5 separate regions of the Mus musculus genome follow, and regions 2, 3, 4 and 5 are each linked to region 1. Evidence: chromatin contacts called from public HiChIP or PLAC-seq and promoter capture Hi-C data. All regions are on one chromosome and are shown on one strand. The core of a region is the stretch at or near the end of the contact, and the rest is flanking DNA. Distances in the headings are between cores, read along the strand shown.

Evidence for each region. Promoter capture Hi-C pulls out the DNA fragments that hold promoters and counts their contacts. HiChIP or PLAC-seq counts read pairs in DNA pulled down with a chosen protein or histone mark.
Region 2: a promoter capture Hi-C map of stem cell-derived epiblast-like cells shows a contact between it and region 1, with 3 times the contacts expected there. The contact joins the promoter of Lbp here to the promoter of Vstm2l in region 1. A contact is called at or near these places in 8 of 39 promoter capture datasets (the 3T3-L1 cell line, the HPC-7 cell line, embryonic stem cells and 4 more).
Region 3: a contact with region 1 is called in a promoter capture Hi-C map of embryonic stem cells. The contact joins the enhancer-like site here to the promoter of Vstm2l in region 1. A contact is called at or near these places in 7 of 39 promoter capture datasets (the 3T3-L1 cell line, the HPC-7 cell line, embryonic stem cells and 2 more) and 1 of 115 datasets of contacts at active chromatin or transcription factors (microglia).
Region 4: a contact with region 1 is called in an H3K4me3 HiChIP or PLAC-seq map of forebrain, with 2.4 times the contacts expected there. The contact joins the promoter of D630003M21Rik here to the promoter of Vstm2l in region 1. A contact is called at or near these places in 5 of 39 promoter capture datasets (the 3T3-L1 cell line, the C10 cell line, HPC-7-derived erythroid cells and 2 more) and 3 of 115 datasets of contacts at active chromatin or transcription factors (embryonic stem cells, forebrain and neural tube).
Region 5: a contact with region 1 is called in a promoter capture Hi-C map of stem cell-derived epiblast-like cells, with 4 times the contacts expected there. The contact joins the enhancer-like site here to the promoter of Vstm2l in region 1. A contact is called at or near these places in 25 of 39 promoter capture datasets (the 3T3-L1 cell line, 3T3-L1-derived adipocytes, the C10 cell line and 14 more), 4 of 15 datasets of contacts at CTCF or cohesin (embryonic stem cells, large pre-B cells, pro-B cells and 1 more), 27 of 484 Hi-C or Micro-C datasets (the AML12 cell line, B cells, the CH12 cell line and 13 more), 18 of 115 datasets of contacts at active chromatin or transcription factors (the 230-238 cell line, SST interneurons, VIP interneurons and 10 more) and 3 of 9 other capture datasets (embryonic stem cells, macrophages and pancreatic islet).

The regions. Positions count from the first base shown.
Region 1 is chr2:157,913,240-157,916,141 of GRCm38.p6, reverse strand. It overlaps Vstm2l (V-set and transmembrane domain containing 2-like), which reads right to left and starts at 1,489. Exons shown (of 4, transcript NM_198627.2): 1 at 1,211-1,489. The coding sequence starts at 1,331.
Region 2 is chr2:158,305,128-158,308,029 of GRCm38.p6, reverse strand. Lbp (lipopolysaccharide binding protein) reads right to left here and starts at 1,537. Exons shown (of 15, transcript NM_008489.2): 1 at 1,237-1,537. The coding sequence starts at 1,360.
Region 3 is chr2:157,568,270-157,571,171 of GRCm38.p6, reverse strand. No RefSeq gene overlaps it. Among named protein-coding and RNA genes, the nearest start is that of Blcap, 3.4 kb to the right of the region's middle. Within about 2 kb of position 1,496, at least 5 of the 459 cell types and tissues checked have an H3K27ac peak or open chromatin away from gene starts, as enhancers often do. A contact at or near this core is called in embryonic stem cells and liver, where this site is marked.
Region 4 is chr2:158,227,858-158,230,759 of GRCm38.p6, reverse strand. D630003M21Rik (RIKEN cDNA D630003M21 gene) reads left to right here and starts at 1,536. Exons shown (of 14, transcript NM_177657.5): 1 at 1,536-1,676. The coding sequence starts at 1,674.
Region 5 is chr2:157,612,661-157,615,562 of GRCm38.p6, reverse strand. No RefSeq gene overlaps it. Among named protein-coding and RNA genes, the nearest start is that of Platr27, 17 kb to the right of the region's middle. Within about 2 kb of position 1,377, at least 27 of the 459 cell types and tissues checked have an H3K27ac peak or open chromatin away from gene starts, as enhancers often do. A contact at or near this core is called in the 230-238 cell line and the CH12 cell line, where this site is marked.

The sequences.
Region 1 (2,902 bases), core at 240-2,739:
TTCAAACCTCTCCCAGCCTGGGCACACAGAGCACAGCACGTGTGCTGTAGCCTCTGATGAGGGAAGGGATGGACGGAAGCAGGGTCACCTCTGGTTTCAACCACCCCTGCCCCATCACACAGCATGGCTCAGGGGCAGGGAGCCTCCACAGCTGCCTGCCCCACACCACCCAACTCTGCTGCCAACTTGGGCTCCTGTGGGGAGGAAAGGCGCTTCAGACACTCGTGCAGGCAGCACTTGCTTTCTCCTTGCTCCCACAATGCTGGAGTTCAACATTTCAGTCCTCTAGGGGCAAGGTTGAGATGGGGTCCCCGAGATGGGGGTGTCCTGTAGGATTCAAGGGGTTCATGATCCCCCCAGGGACAAACACCCTACATTCCTCTTTACTCCTGGCCTCTAGCTGAAAGAATAGACCTCAACTACTCCAGTGTATCCCAGCTCTCCGTCCCTACCTTCTTATCCCCAGACTGTCCCTACCCCTGGATGCCACCCACCCACATGGATGGCAAAGGAAGCTGCCACCCAGGCTAGCAGGTCTTAAGCAACAGCATCTGGCGCCCCTCAGGACCATTCCCGGCCGTGGAAGGGATGGATCCTGATGAAGAGGATGCAGGAGCAGTTTCAGCGTTAAACCCACAAAGGAGAAAGGAATCGGGGCAGAGAGAAGTGGGTGGGCAAAGTGTGTGCACAAGTGCGTGCGTGCATGTGTATCCGTGTCTGCAGGCAGACAGGCAAGAGTTGTGGCGAAGCGAAGCGTGTGTGCCCGAGTGCCAGCTGGCAGGGTGAGCCACCAGCCAGTGTCTGATTCGTGTGCGTAGTGGGCACAAGTATATTTACCAGCGAGGAGAGGCTCAGAGGGGATGTGCAGAGTTGTGAGTGTGGGATGCAGTGAGCGTGGCTGAGTGTGTCCGCGGTTGGAGACATCTGTATGGTCGCAGAGGTGTGTGTATCCGTGTGAGTGTGTACGCGCGTGGAGGGGGTCTTCTGCGAGCTGGGGCCAGAGCGAGTGTGCTCTTGGGAACCCCTTCTCGCAGAGCTGGCCCCGATAGGAGACAGGGTGGGTCCCCAGTCCCAGCAGAGGGCGCCCCGGAACTCTGGGCCATAGCATCAGTCGGCGCAGGTTCGAGCACCGCGACCGCCAAGTTGGAGCGGCTGCGACCGGGGTGGGGTTCAGTGGGGGGAAGTCCGTGGGGGCTGCGCGCAAACTCACCGTGTCCGGAGACGTGGTTGTCCCAGGGCGCATGGCCTGCGGGTCGCGTGGCGCCGCCGAGTTGCAGGAAAAGTGCCAGGTAGTGGAGGGCGCCCAGCGCCGCGGCCAGCGGGGCCCCCATGCTGCGCGCTCCGGCCGGGGGCGCCGCCGCCTCACATCGGGGCTCCGCAGCCCGCAAAGCCCGCGCCCGCCGTACCCTGCCCGGCGCCGCCGCCGCCCTCTCCTGCTGGCCCCGGCCCGGCCCCGGCTGCAGGCAGCGAGCGCACGCCCAGCCCGCCGCCTCCGACTGCGGGACTCTTCGCTTGCGCGGAAGGCCACTCCGCGCCGCCGCGCACCCGCCCTCCCCCTCGCTCCCCGCCCTGAGCCGGCGGCGGCGGAGGGATCCGCAGCTTGATTTATCATCAAAGTTTTGCCCAGGCTGGGATTTTTAAAGCGGTACTCGCAACTGGCCTCCCGCGCGGGAGCGGGGGTGGGGCAGGCCCGGGGGTGGAAGGCCACCTGGGGACCTAACCCCCCGCAGGGCGGAACACTAGGGTGTTGGGAGTCGAAATCCGATCGTTGGGGATAAACATCCGACCTGCCACCAGACCCGTGCGCTGGAGGGGCCGCTCAACTTTGCCAGCTGGGTAGTGTTGGGGCCAGGGCCAGGCGAGGTGCAGGACAGGTGAATAGGGGTGGGGGGCGCACCCGGGATGAGACATAGGTGAACTAGTTTAAGATCTGGCAGCTTTGGGGTCCCCGTGTGATCACGCGTAGTTTCTCCTGTCCTCGAGTTCTTCGTCTGAAAAATGGGGACAGACGCCACCACCAGAAGCAGTGTGTGTCGGGGGTTGGGGGGGGGGGGGTCTTTGGAGTTAGGTGGGTAAAGTGGGGAACATCGTGGCGCCCACACAATGTAGTTATCATTGTGGTTCCTGTCTCTGGGACTCAGCAGTTAGTGGGGCTCCTAGCTTAGAGGTGTTGGGGTTCTACACAGTGAACTGGATCGCCCCCTTCTGGACTGTAAGGCTCTCCCTAGATGAAAGGTCTAGATGGAGTGTGTGTGTGTGTGTGTGTGTGTGTGTGTGTGTGTCTGTGTGTGTAAACCATGAAGACTCTTTCATTCCCAAGAGTGGCAGTCCAATTCTGATTCCTTCCTTGACTCTTTAACTGAGGCTTTTGTGACAGGAAAAGAGGGTTGGGGGGTTATTTTAAAGAAAAGCCTATTTCATAAGGCTGCCTTCTCCGAGGTCTTGAGAAGATCCGGAGCAAGGTTTCGGACCCCGGGAAGGATTCTTCCTACCCTCATTTCTCCTCTGCCTTCGCCGGCAGGCATTGTTTCAGCATTGCGGACAGCACCCTTTTCGTTTCATCCTTTAAGAACCGCGGACAGCGCCTCGGGGGTGATTAGATGCGAGGGTTCAGCACCGTGGACAGATCCCCGCTCCACACACACAGCACCGCAGGGATCCAGCTTCCAGCACGGCTCACAGTACCTAAAGTTTGAGAGATCTAAAAAGCGGAGTGACACACCGTGCTTGCTGTCTTTATTCTGTCTCCCTATGCCCCTTTCAGATATTATGGTGGATAGTATACTGTTGTCACCAGGATCAACTCAAGTTTCCCTCCCTGCTAGGTGTTGCATGTTAGAGGCACAGTTTCAGCACCACGGACAGCTCCTCTTCAGCATCAGCCAGCTGTGCAGAGGCTCTT
Region 2 (2,902 bases), core at 288-2,787, 390 kb before region 1:
GCTCTGTGTCCTGATAGGAGTCTGCACCCAGCCAGGCAGTGCACACAGGTCACTAGTGACATCCATTTTCACCCTTTTCAATGAGACCTCCTCTTTAGGGTGTATATGGCAGGATCCCTCTGATGGAACGACACCCTTTGTCCCTGGCTAGTTCTTATTGCTGGTTCTACTTTGCCTCCCCCTGGAAGCCCTCCCTGATTTTCCCTTCTGTCCATAGCCTGTTTTAGATCCCACTATCCCTACTCAACTGAAGCAGTGTTATGACCTCCATTAGATTAGGCAATGGAGGCTCTACCGAAGTGATAGGTCTGGGCTGTACAAACATCCCAGCTCCCTCACCCCTTGGACACGATAATTCTGTGTCACTCTCAGTAGCTTGTTAAATACCTTTTCTTAGTTTGTCAAGTTGGATCAAGCCTGGTGTTGCAGAAATGGAACCCAGGCTACTTTAGGAGGCTGAGGCAGGAGAATCACAAGTTCAAGACCTGCCTTACCTATAGTGTGAGTTCAAAGCTAGCCTGGGTAAGTTAGGGAGTTGCTGTCCAAAATTCAAAAACAAAAAAGAGAAGGTGCAGCTGCGGCCATAGCTCTGTGATGAAGTACCTGCCTAGCATGTGCAATTCCCAGGACAGCAATACATGAACATTTAAAAAGGAAGGGAGGAAGGAAGGAAGGAAGGAAGGAAGGAGGGAGGGAGGGAAGTTGGGAGTGACATGCATAAAGGTACCTAAGGAGTGCTCACCTTGAAGCAATCACTGATCAATAAGTTTTAATGTTTGGTAAGTCACATGACTGCCACTCAGATGCCAAGGGGGCACATCCCATCCCCGTCCGTAGCCTTGCTTGGCCCTCCCAGTCTCTAACTGCCTTCACTTAGGATTTGTGGTTTTAGGTGATGGTTTCAAATTCCACCAAGACTCTTCCAAAGAACTGGTTCCAGCTGCTGTGTGGGGCTGTTTACCTCGGCTGTCTGCCTTCTCTTCCCAGCCTATCTGCCCACTGCTACCTGCTTATCTCTCTTACCTCCTGCTTCAGCTGCTGGACCCCAAACCTTCCCCCCAGCCCTCAAAATACAAGCTATGGGCTGAGGTCACATATCTGGAGAGTGACCAGCCAGATGGCAGCTATTGCCACATACCCGTATAGCAGACTCCCTACCAGAGGGACAATGCCCTTCACATCCAGGCTGTGCCTGGTGTCCCGCCTCCTTGGCCAGCCTATATTATGGCTTCTTACCGTAGGCCAGGCCCTTGTCGGTGATCCTGGCCACCACACCGGGGTTGACACCGCCAGTTCCCTGTATGGACAGGAACAGCAGCCCCAGCAATGTAGAGAGCAGAGGTCCAGTCCCAGCCTTCATCCTGGATGCTCCGTGGGGGAGTGAGGACTGTGACAGAGTGGGCTGGCTCTGGTGTTCTTAACTAGTCAAGGCCCAGGGCTAGGGGGCGGTTCTTGAGGGAGGGCGGGCTCCTGGGAGCAGGAAAGAGAGGCCCAGGGAAAGAGAGGCCCACTGACTGGAACCCTCTTGCGACACCACAGGGGTGGGAGGTGGGGGGTGGGGGAGGGTCATTGTTGTGATCACTGCACAGGTTAGGAGGGCAGGCCTGGTGCCAAGGGGATAAGCCACTCCCATTCTCCCCTGCATGGAGAAGGGGGAAACCCCACACTCTCTGGAGGTTCTGCATTGCCTCTGCCAACCTTCTTGACTCTCTGCTAGGAAGGCCTGGTGTCACAGACAGGAATTTGAGGTTCACTCAGGGTCACAGCCCAGCCCATGAAAGCAGGAAGGAAAAGTAGGATTGTCTTCCCCTGCTCTCCGTTCTTTTAACTGTTTGTTTAAATAGGGACTTCTCCTCCCAACCTTGCAATGGGATAGCTGTCTGAACAGCAGCTTGGCATATCTTTCCAGCACCACGCCAAACCAAACACCACCCGAAAGCTCTCAGAACATCCTGATGCCCCATGACCCTAGCTGGAACTTGCTGTACATAACAGTCCGAGTTCTAATGTGTCAGCTGCCTTGCGCTGCATGACCCGGGCAGAGGAGTGAGCACCGGCTAAGGCGGCAGGGGAGAGGGACGGTGCCTGTCTTCTGAGAGTTGGGCTTGGCCGTGTCACCCTTCCAATTCTGCTTTCTCTTTTACCTTTTGTGAGGATCACGTGTGCCCCGTTTCCCTGCATTCTAGAAAATTCTTCTGTTTCTCTTTTCTTTCTCTCTCTCTCTCTTCCTTCCTTCCTTCCTCTCTCTCTCTCTCTCTCTTTTTTTTTTTTTGAGATGGGGGAGGGGGGTCTTCCTATGTAGCCCAGGTTGGTCTTGAACTCTTGATCCTCTTCAAGCCCTTTCTACTTTCCCAGTGCCAGGATTCTAAATGCAGCTTATGATAAAGATGTTGCCCGATAAGCACTCTAAGGTTTACAGAATAGAGAGCCTCAGGGACCCTCGCACTACACCAGAGCATGCAGTGCCTGTCCTCTTTAGCCTTTCCTCCTGAGTATAAACTAACACAACTCCCCTGAACTGCCCCGAGGGTTGACACGGAAAAGCCCTAAGCATGTAAAGCTAATGCACGCAGGAGGCAGAGGCTCTGTGGAATAATACTAAGGCATGAACAAAGCACCCATGCATGTGAGGCCAAACTGAAGCGCTCCACAGCCAGAAAGTAAGAGGAAAATAAAAGTGACTCACACCCAGGGCCATGAAAACTGCGAGAAATGGGTAGCCTTCCTGCCCACAGTCTAGTCTGTTCTCTCCCTGTGAAACCTCTTTGTGTTGAACATGTTGAAGCTTTGAGGGTTAGAGCTCCCTGGACTATCCAGGTTGCCAGCCCTTGAATAAACCTGAATAAATCTCACCTGCCAGCTCTCATCTCTCAAGGACCAGCTTCCAAGAGGCAGAGGGCAG
Region 3 (2,902 bases), core at 247-2,746, 340 kb after region 1:
GACTAAACTTCTGAAACTGTAAGTCACCCCCAGTTAAATGTTTTCCTTTGTAACAGTTGCTATAGTCACAGTGTCCCTTCACAGCAACTGAAGGCTGATGGGGAGGACTTTGACAGGTCACTACAGAGGAGGGGACACCACCTCCAGAGGAGAGTAACAGGGTCTTCTGGCTGCAGTATGAAGGACACCTGTGATCTCTGTTGCTGTGATTAAAAAAAAAAAAAAAACAAACAAACAAACAGTAACAAAAACCTGACAGAGAGCAGCTTAGAGAGAGCCAGGTTACAGAGTGTCATAACTGGGGATGGGGTGGGAGAGAAGGTCAAGGTGCCAGGAGCTGGAAGCAGCTGGCCACACCAAGTCCACAGTCATAGGCAGGGAGAAATGAATGCATACAGGCTTGGGTGCTCACTGACCTTTCTCTGCCTATACAGTCCAGGTTCCAAAGCCAGGGAATGGTGCCACCAACTTCCAGACCAGGTCTTCCCATATTAATTAAAGCAATCAAGAGCATCTTCCACAGACATGCCTATGGGCCAACCTGCTTTAAGTAAGTCCCTCACTGAGACTTTTTCCAGGTGATTCTTGGCTACGTTGGCAAAACTAGCCATCACAAGGACTGTTTGGGGTTTCACAGGAGTCAAAACAGAGAGGCCAGTACAGGCCTGAGGGAGGGAGGGAGGGAGGGAGGGAGGGAGGGAGGGAGGGAGGGAGGGAGGGTGGGTGGTGATCAGGACCAAACTTTGGCAGTGAAGACAAAAAGGTCTAAAGGAGACAGGGATCCCCAAGGAAAAGACTAGTTTCAGAGGGGGTGCCGAGTTGAGGAAAGCAGGTGTCCTGGTTGGCTGCCAGGTGGACGGGGAGAATTTCGGAGGCCTTGGCAGGAAGTCAAGGTTGGCTTAGCCCAATTTTAGGGCAGAAAGGGTTTCTGGGTCATTCCAAATCCCAGGATCCAAATGGAGCAAGCCTGAGGGTGGAAGCAACCAGAGAAACCAAGCGGAGGTGAGAAGCCATGCCTGCCTCCAGCTCTGCAGTTCCCATAAGAAAGTTGGCCACTGGGGCTTTGGCAATGCCCACACCGCCACAGAAGTACTAGGAACACTTTCTGACCCTTGTTTTGGGATCTGTATAAGTACAGAGCTTTTCTATACCCACCCTTGTTTTGAATACTGACATGTATACCTTATATTTACTAATAAGCTTCAGACACTATAGCCGGGCAGGTTCTGAGCTATTCCAACCCGACAAAGCTGGCCTTAGACTACTTCTCAGACTGCTTTCCAGCCACATGGCCTGATACCTGCCCTTGCCTTGACAACACCTCCTTCTTCTTCGGCTTCCCAGTGACGGCCACTCCCTGGTTCCCCACCTGAGACTGGCTCCCTCTCTCTGAGCACAGAGGTACCACCTTTTCCTTTCCTGCCCAGCTGTAAGCTGCTCAGCCCTTTATTTTAAACAATCAGAAGATTCTGGGATACAATGTTTTACAACATACTGAGTCTCAATTCCTATTTCATAATAATGACAACACCAAAGTCCAGATTGCAACCAGATCTCTGGATTCAGAAATCAGTGTCTGAATACACAATGACCGAAAACATTCCCCAGCAGGGTCTTTTAAAATATGCTTTTCCTTTTTTTTTTTTTTTTTTTTTAATTTTTTATAGGACCATCGAATGTTTCCCTTGAGACCTGAGCCAAGTCTTTGCTTGGTCCCTTCCCCTCCAGACCCCCTGAACCCACTAATTTGATTGCTATCACCTCTGTTCAGTATCATCAACTCTTGAGCTAGACAATGGGATCCTGCTTTTTGCACTGGTGTGGGTCCAGCTCTTTCTAACCCGCATCCTGTATATGTCAGATTAATCTGTAGTGCTTTAGTGGTTTGTTACATTTATGCATAAAATATGTGTGTCAGAGGGGATTGGTTCTAAGGCCCAAATATGAGGATGCTGCTCAAGTCCCTCATACTATGGTGCAGCATCCACAGGCTCCCCACACACCTCCTCTACACTCCAGCTCTAGAAAACTGAGCTAAAACTGGTTTGGGACCACCCCAGGACCAGGGTACATAATTTACATATCAAAACAGACCTGGCCTCCAGGTTCTCCCAGCATCCCTCAGTCCCCTCCTGGCCCCCAACCCTGAACTTTCCAGCCCAGGGGCTGGGCTGCTCTTCCCTCAGTGGCTCCTCCCTATAGAAATCCAGACATTTTGCTCCCTCGAGCTCTCTCTTTCCCTCCGTCCCTTTCTCCTTCCCTTCTGTCTCCCACTCCCCATGGGGACTTTTCCGGCCTCGTTCCTTAGGGCCAGTGAATTCACCAGAGAGCAGCTTCCCAATAAACCTGCCTTCAAAATATTCTAATCTGGCTTGAATTGGCTCATTTCACTGGCGGCAGAGAAATAACCTATCAAAATCCTGTAAGTGCGATAACAGCTCTTCTGTTTTCAGGCAGTAATTTGAGTTGCCCCCATTCAGTGCTCAGACCGCTATTCATTTAACAAGAGCTCCCTGGCCCTCTGTTTTCTTCTGTTGTTAGATGACAGAAAACCAGGTACAGGTAAAGGACTCATAAGCAATTAAACATGAGGGTCACAGCCCAACCCGCTGTGGTCTCAACCCATCCCCGCTCAGGTGTGACACCTGGAACTGGGATCATCTTGTGCCCATGAACTGAAGGATAACAGAGTGTTGGAAGAAACCCAGGTCCTCTGAGACACCAAGCCATTCCATGTATCCGCCACTCATTTCCTTTTTTTTTTTTTTTTTGTTTTTGTTTTTTGTTGTTGTTTGTTGTTGTTTTTTGAGACAGGGTTTCTCTGTGTAGCTCTGGCTGTTCTGGAACACACTTTGTAGACTAGGCTGGCCTCAAACTCAGAAATCTGCCTGCCTCTGCCTCC
Region 4 (2,902 bases), core at 287-2,786, 310 kb before region 1:
CCTCAGCACTTGGGAGGCAGAGACAGAAGGGTCAGAAGGTCAAGGCCATCCTCAGCTGCATATGGAATTTTACCTCAGGCTGGGACACATAAGACCCTTCTCAAACAAAACAAAACAACAACAACAAAAGCCCCCTCCCCTCTCTGCTTCTTAGGGAGGGATTATCTGATGTTTAAATAACATCCCTAAGGAATGCTCGGAGCCCCACAGCAGAGTGAGATTACTAGTTGGGAATTACTAGTCCCTCAGTAAAAAAGGATTTGGGATGGCTCCTAGCACAGGTTCTTGTGAAGAGACTAGATAATCAATGGGTGGGGTAGGGTGCGGTGAGGGGGACATGACTGTGGATAAGCCTTAGAAGGGAAGCCTTTACCACCATGCCATCCTGCGGTCTCCACTTACTTGTCCCAATCTTTTTAAGCCATCCCCCTGGAGGCCTCCCGTGGCCTGTTCCCACTGCCTGGAATTCCATTTCCTGCGGCCCCTCTCTGTTCACTCAGGTCTCGTCATTCTAATAATAATAATAATAATAATAATAATAATAATAATAATAATATTTTTCCTGAGTGTGTATCTGTGTACCATGTGTGTTCCTGGTGCCCTCTGAGGTTAAAGAGGGCCTTAGATTCCCTTAGCAGGTAGTTGTGAATGGCCATATGGGTGCTGGGAATTGAACCTGTGTCTTGGAGAAGGGTGGCCAAATCTCTCCAGCCCCCTCTCGGGAGTTTCTGATCAACTCCATTCCTTTTCAGCAGTTAACTCACGGTTATTTTTTCTGTTCCTCTCGTTCTTGTTCCCATTCCCCGTAGGTGACAACCCCCACCCCCTTCCATCGCTCCCCAAGGACAGGGAGTCTGTGTCGTTCTGGCTCAGTGCAGTATTTGATAATAAAAAGCTCGATTCCAGAGTCATCCAACGGGAAAGCTACTACAGAACACCTCAGGAAGGGGCTTCCAAACAGCCCACCTCTCCTTCCACGATTGGTTCCGTGGTAGGGAGTCCACAGGCGTGGTGGGTGTCTGGGGCACCCTGCCTCATAGCAATGTGGGTGTCTGCCATGGGAGCTTCAAGTTCTTGAAGGCTCTGTGTGTGTGTTAGCCGCCATCCCAAGCCTGACACTGGGCCGTCAGGACTGATGCTGACATCTACTCCCCAATTCCAGGAAGGGGTGCTATCCTCACCAGCATCACCTCCACCACCTTCCTATTTTACAGTTGAAAAACTGAGGCTTAGGAGACAAAATGACTTGCAGATAGGAACAAGAAGCCAGCAGTCCTGGGTGGGGACGCTGGAGGGAGCGCTGGGCAGCGCCAGACACCCCTAGACTGTTCCGGTGGCCTCGGCAGGGGGTGCGGAGTGGACCAACGTCGGGCTCCTGTCACCCGCAGCGGCGGCGGCAGCAGGGCGGCGCAGAGCAAGGCGTCGCACAAAGGGCCGCTGTCCCGCCGCCGCCCCGCCCCCCCCCCACGGGGTGGCCCGCCTCTTCCCCCCCCCCCCTTTTCGCCTCCTCAGCCTGGGTCCCCTCTCCCTCTTCCCTGTCCGGGTCTGGCTGCCCCTCGGGATGAGGCCGGGTTAGGAGTACTCCTCTCGCCCTTCGCACTCTCTCCAGAGCTAGGAGAGCCAGAGCTTCGCGGGACAGAGACTGCCAACGCGGGGACCAGAGGAGCATCACCATGGTAACGCCCTCCTGGGCCTGGACCACCTCACTCTGCTGGGTTTTCTCCAGCACGCCCCCACCCCACCCCACCCCCCCGCGCCCCCGGGTGTGTGTGTGTGTCTGTGTGTGCACACGCGGCGCGCACGCACGCACGCACCTAGAGACCCTCGGTTCCTGGTGTGGGTCGTTGCTTAACTGCGTGCGCAGCTCCCGCAGAATTAGGGCAAGAGTGGGGCTCAGATCCACCCCTGGGCCTCGCGTCCTGCCTGGGCCTCTCTGCAGAGATGCACGCTTTCATCTCGCTCCAAACCAGTATGCAAATTTGAACTGGAGTTCTGGACCTTGAGCCTTGCAGAAAACTTGGTTGTTTTTTTTTTTTTTTTTTTTTTTTTTTTTTTTTTAGCGCTTTAAACTTTATGCTGACTGACAGTGCTGTGTCCTGTAGGGGGTCTGGAATGAGAGGGAAATCAAAGTCGTCGTGTCCCCCCCCCTCCCCCCCCCCCCCCGCCCCAACCCAGCACAGAACAGTAGTGCTGAGAAAGGGCGGACCCTGAGGGCAGGAGAGTGGGTTCGAGGGACTTGCTCACCAAATCTTGGGTGCCTTTGCTATTTTAGATACGGTGGTTTGGCACGGGGCCTTCCCATGGGCATGAGGTGTAGAGGCATCTGGGGAGAAGGCGGAGGGCTTACTTCTGTGCATGGGTTTCCTGGACTGCACCTGGGAACGGGACCTCTAGGAGAGTTGTGTGTGCCTTTGTGCCTGTGTCTGGGAAGAAGGAGTCAAAGTGAAGTCTGTTGCTCAGAGTCTTAGCTGGGCTCCAGACAGGTTCAGGATTGGGGAAGATTCTCTGGAGCAATTTTGCAAATCTCCGGGGATTTGGACAGAGCTGGGAGATGGGCCAGGGCATTCACCCCCTGACTCTGATTTGCTGTGCTGGCTTGGGTGGGCTTCCCTTCCTGTGTAGATCCATACCCAGAACTCTACAGAGAAATGCATTCACTCCGTGCCTGCACACACCAATCCCCGAACCACAATGAACACAAGCACACGGGGCTCATGTATCTGCTTGCTCGGGCTGAAATATGGACAGACACCTCTGCACACAGACAGTACAAAACTAGGCTCCCAAACTCAGACCCCAGAGCCAGAGGCACGGTAGACACCGCTCTTGGGGCATAAAAGTACATCCTAAGTGGTTCGGCCTAAGGCAGTGTTTGTCTGCCTCTCTCTATAGCAAGACCCTG
Region 5 (2,902 bases), core at 128-2,627, 300 kb after region 1:
GTCATTGAGAATATGGACAGCAAGACAGACTTGGGAAGAGGGAAGGGAAATGGAGCCAAGGTCCCCAGGGAATAGGGACCCAGGAGTCAGGAGGATTTGGGCTCTGACTTTTCACTTTCCAGCAGGCATGACCTCTAGTGAAGGGCTAGGTGAGCAATTTCTCTATAAGGCAAATCAAGATGCCTTGGGTTGGCCAGGGTGGTCCTGACAGCTGCTGCCCTATTCTGGCATCCCTGATGCCTGTACACAGTAGGGCAGTCCTGATGGCTGTCCCACCTTGATGTCCCCACTGCCTGCACACAGGTGCTCAATGCTAGCAATAGGACATTCACTATGGCCGGACCCTCTGGGAAGCCAGGTATAGAAGCTTGTTCTCCTTGCTGGCAGGCCCAAGAGCCTTGCCTGGTGCCTAGACATAGTAGGTGCTCAATAACACAGCACTGACTTCCTTCCCCTTGATTCCACTCATTAAGGAGCCCAAGCACTTCAAGCCCCCCAATCTTGGCTCTCTGGGGGCTGTGGACTGACCTCTTGATCTCTTAGGGAAAAATATAGGATGTCATTGCCACCAAGAACCCTTTTACCAGTCAAAGCTCACAGTCATCCATCGTCCATCTTGCTCCTTGTCACTCCACAGTTGAAGAAAGATGACGTGACTTTCCTGGGGTCACAAGGCCTATGGCCCAGTTGTTGGATTGGAATGTCAAGTCCCTTTCTCTTTGGCACTGTCACTTCTTCAACAAAGGGCTGATGGGTGCCTACTGGCCTGGAACCCATCACTTGAAGCCTCACGCTGGCACCAGACCCCCACTCAGTGAGAAGAGGAGGCTGAGAGCCAAAGCCCAGCCTGGATCACAGGGAATTGTGACTAGGAATGAGGAGCCTCTGGCTGGGGCAGCCTGGGAGCTGGGACAAGTTGGCAAGAAAAGCAACCATCTCCTAAGTACCTACTATAAACCAGGAGCCCAGGCTACAGTTGATCTTCATCTCTACCAAGTAACAGCACTCAAAGCAAGGACACATCACCTGGAGGGAAGAGGACACGGGGACAGCTGGGCTGGGGGCCAAGGAGGGCTTCCTGGAGGAAAAGGTACTTGGGTTGAGATGATGAAGGATGATGGGAGATACAAAAAAGGGAAAGAGAATTGTGAGAAAGGACACATTGAGATAAGGCGAAGGAAGATGTTGAAAGGGGGAAGGACCCAGAAAGGAGAGCGAGTGGACTATAAGGTAAAGGAGGAGAGAAGTCAGAAGACTCAGCCAGGCAGGTAGTACAGAGAACCAAAGACAGAGGTGGGCGGGGTTGGGCGTAGGGTGGGGAGGGAGGGACGGGAGAAAGATCGGAGGAGGGAGGGAAGAGAGGGGCTGCCTGTCACTCTCAGCTCCCTGGACTTTCATCTCTGACACAAAAGAGGAAGTGAGGCCCCTGGGGGAGGCAGGGGCGGGCAGGCAGGGCTGCATAATGCATTTCTCATCCTGCCTGAATTCATCTTCCGCGCACTTCCTCGCAGGGGTCCTGATCAGGGGTCCTGATCTGAGATATTGCAGCCAGTGGGGCAGGGTCCGGTGCATGGGGCTGGAAGGGTGATCAGGACAGCTGCTGAAGAAGACCTGGCTGGGACTCTGGCTACCCAGCCCGGCAGGATAGATGAGGCAAGCTACTTTTCTCCTCAGGCTCCTTACAGCTGCTGGCCCCCGGCCCCTGCCTTCTGCCAGCCTGAGGGCTGTCAGCTTAGGTGCTGCTGTGGGTGGAGGGTTATCTGTGAACAGTGCATGAGCTCTTGTGGCTGCCCACTAAGGTGATCGGCAAGTAGTTAGTAGTTTTCCTGGTGTTAACAGTTAGTGAAGATGTTTGTTAAGCAGTAATCCCATATAACTGCAGGTTAACACTCACGGCTATCAGAAGCCTCACCATAGACTAAGGTGTTTATTAAGAGGGTGTTTGCCGGCTGGAGACATAATGAGATCTGACACCTTCTTCTGGTGCTGTCTGAAGACAGCTACAGTGTACGAATTTATAATAATAAATAAGTCTAAAAAAAAAAAAGAGGGTGTTTACTCTGGCCTGCTTGGTTCCTCAGTTTACCTGATCTCATTTCCTCTCTCCCTAGGAATTCTGCACTGCCTCTGTCTTCTAAGAGTACAGTCAGTACAGTACAGTCTTCTTCTAATCAATAGACACTCAGACTTCCTCAGCGTCCTAACCAGGTTAGACCTCATCTTAGTTGTCCATCAATATAGACCTTCCTGAAGTGATTGACATCTTTAAAAGGGGCATTGGGAAGATTTGCATACCCAAAAGTGTGGCAGGCAGGTGGCAAAGCTGTTTCGTGGCCCGGAATCCTGCAGAATGGGAGATCTGTGAATGCTGGTGGCAGGAGCCTATGTGGCTTCAGATTTTGAAGGCAGGCTGGGGACCTGTCAGGGTCCCCAAAGCTTTCAATTATGAGTTTGGCTCACCCTCATCCAGGGCTAAAGTATCCCATTAGTACTCCATTGCCGCAGTCCAGAGTCCCTGCCTAGGCAGGCAGGACCCACTCCACTCTTTGGCTTGAGGAGGCAGCTCTGAGCTGGGATTGTCCTTCCGCTAGGCACCACTAGCTCCATCCCCAGCCTTGATGGGAATTAATGAGTCACAAGCCTTGGCCATGGCTAGAAATGGGCTAATATGAGGTGAGAAGAGGAGCCTTGGCTTCAGGTCGCAAGCCATCCAAGCTACAGGGTTAGCTCGACCACACCCTTCCTTCACTTCTGGCTATGTGCAGCCTCCCTTGGGGCCCTGCTGCTCCTCCGACCTTCCATCCACACCCCACACTGCAGGAGAGATGGTCGCTGCTACAAGAATCTTCACATCACCCCAGGCTTGTGGGCAAAGCCACTGCTGACCTCAGCTCTCCTGTTT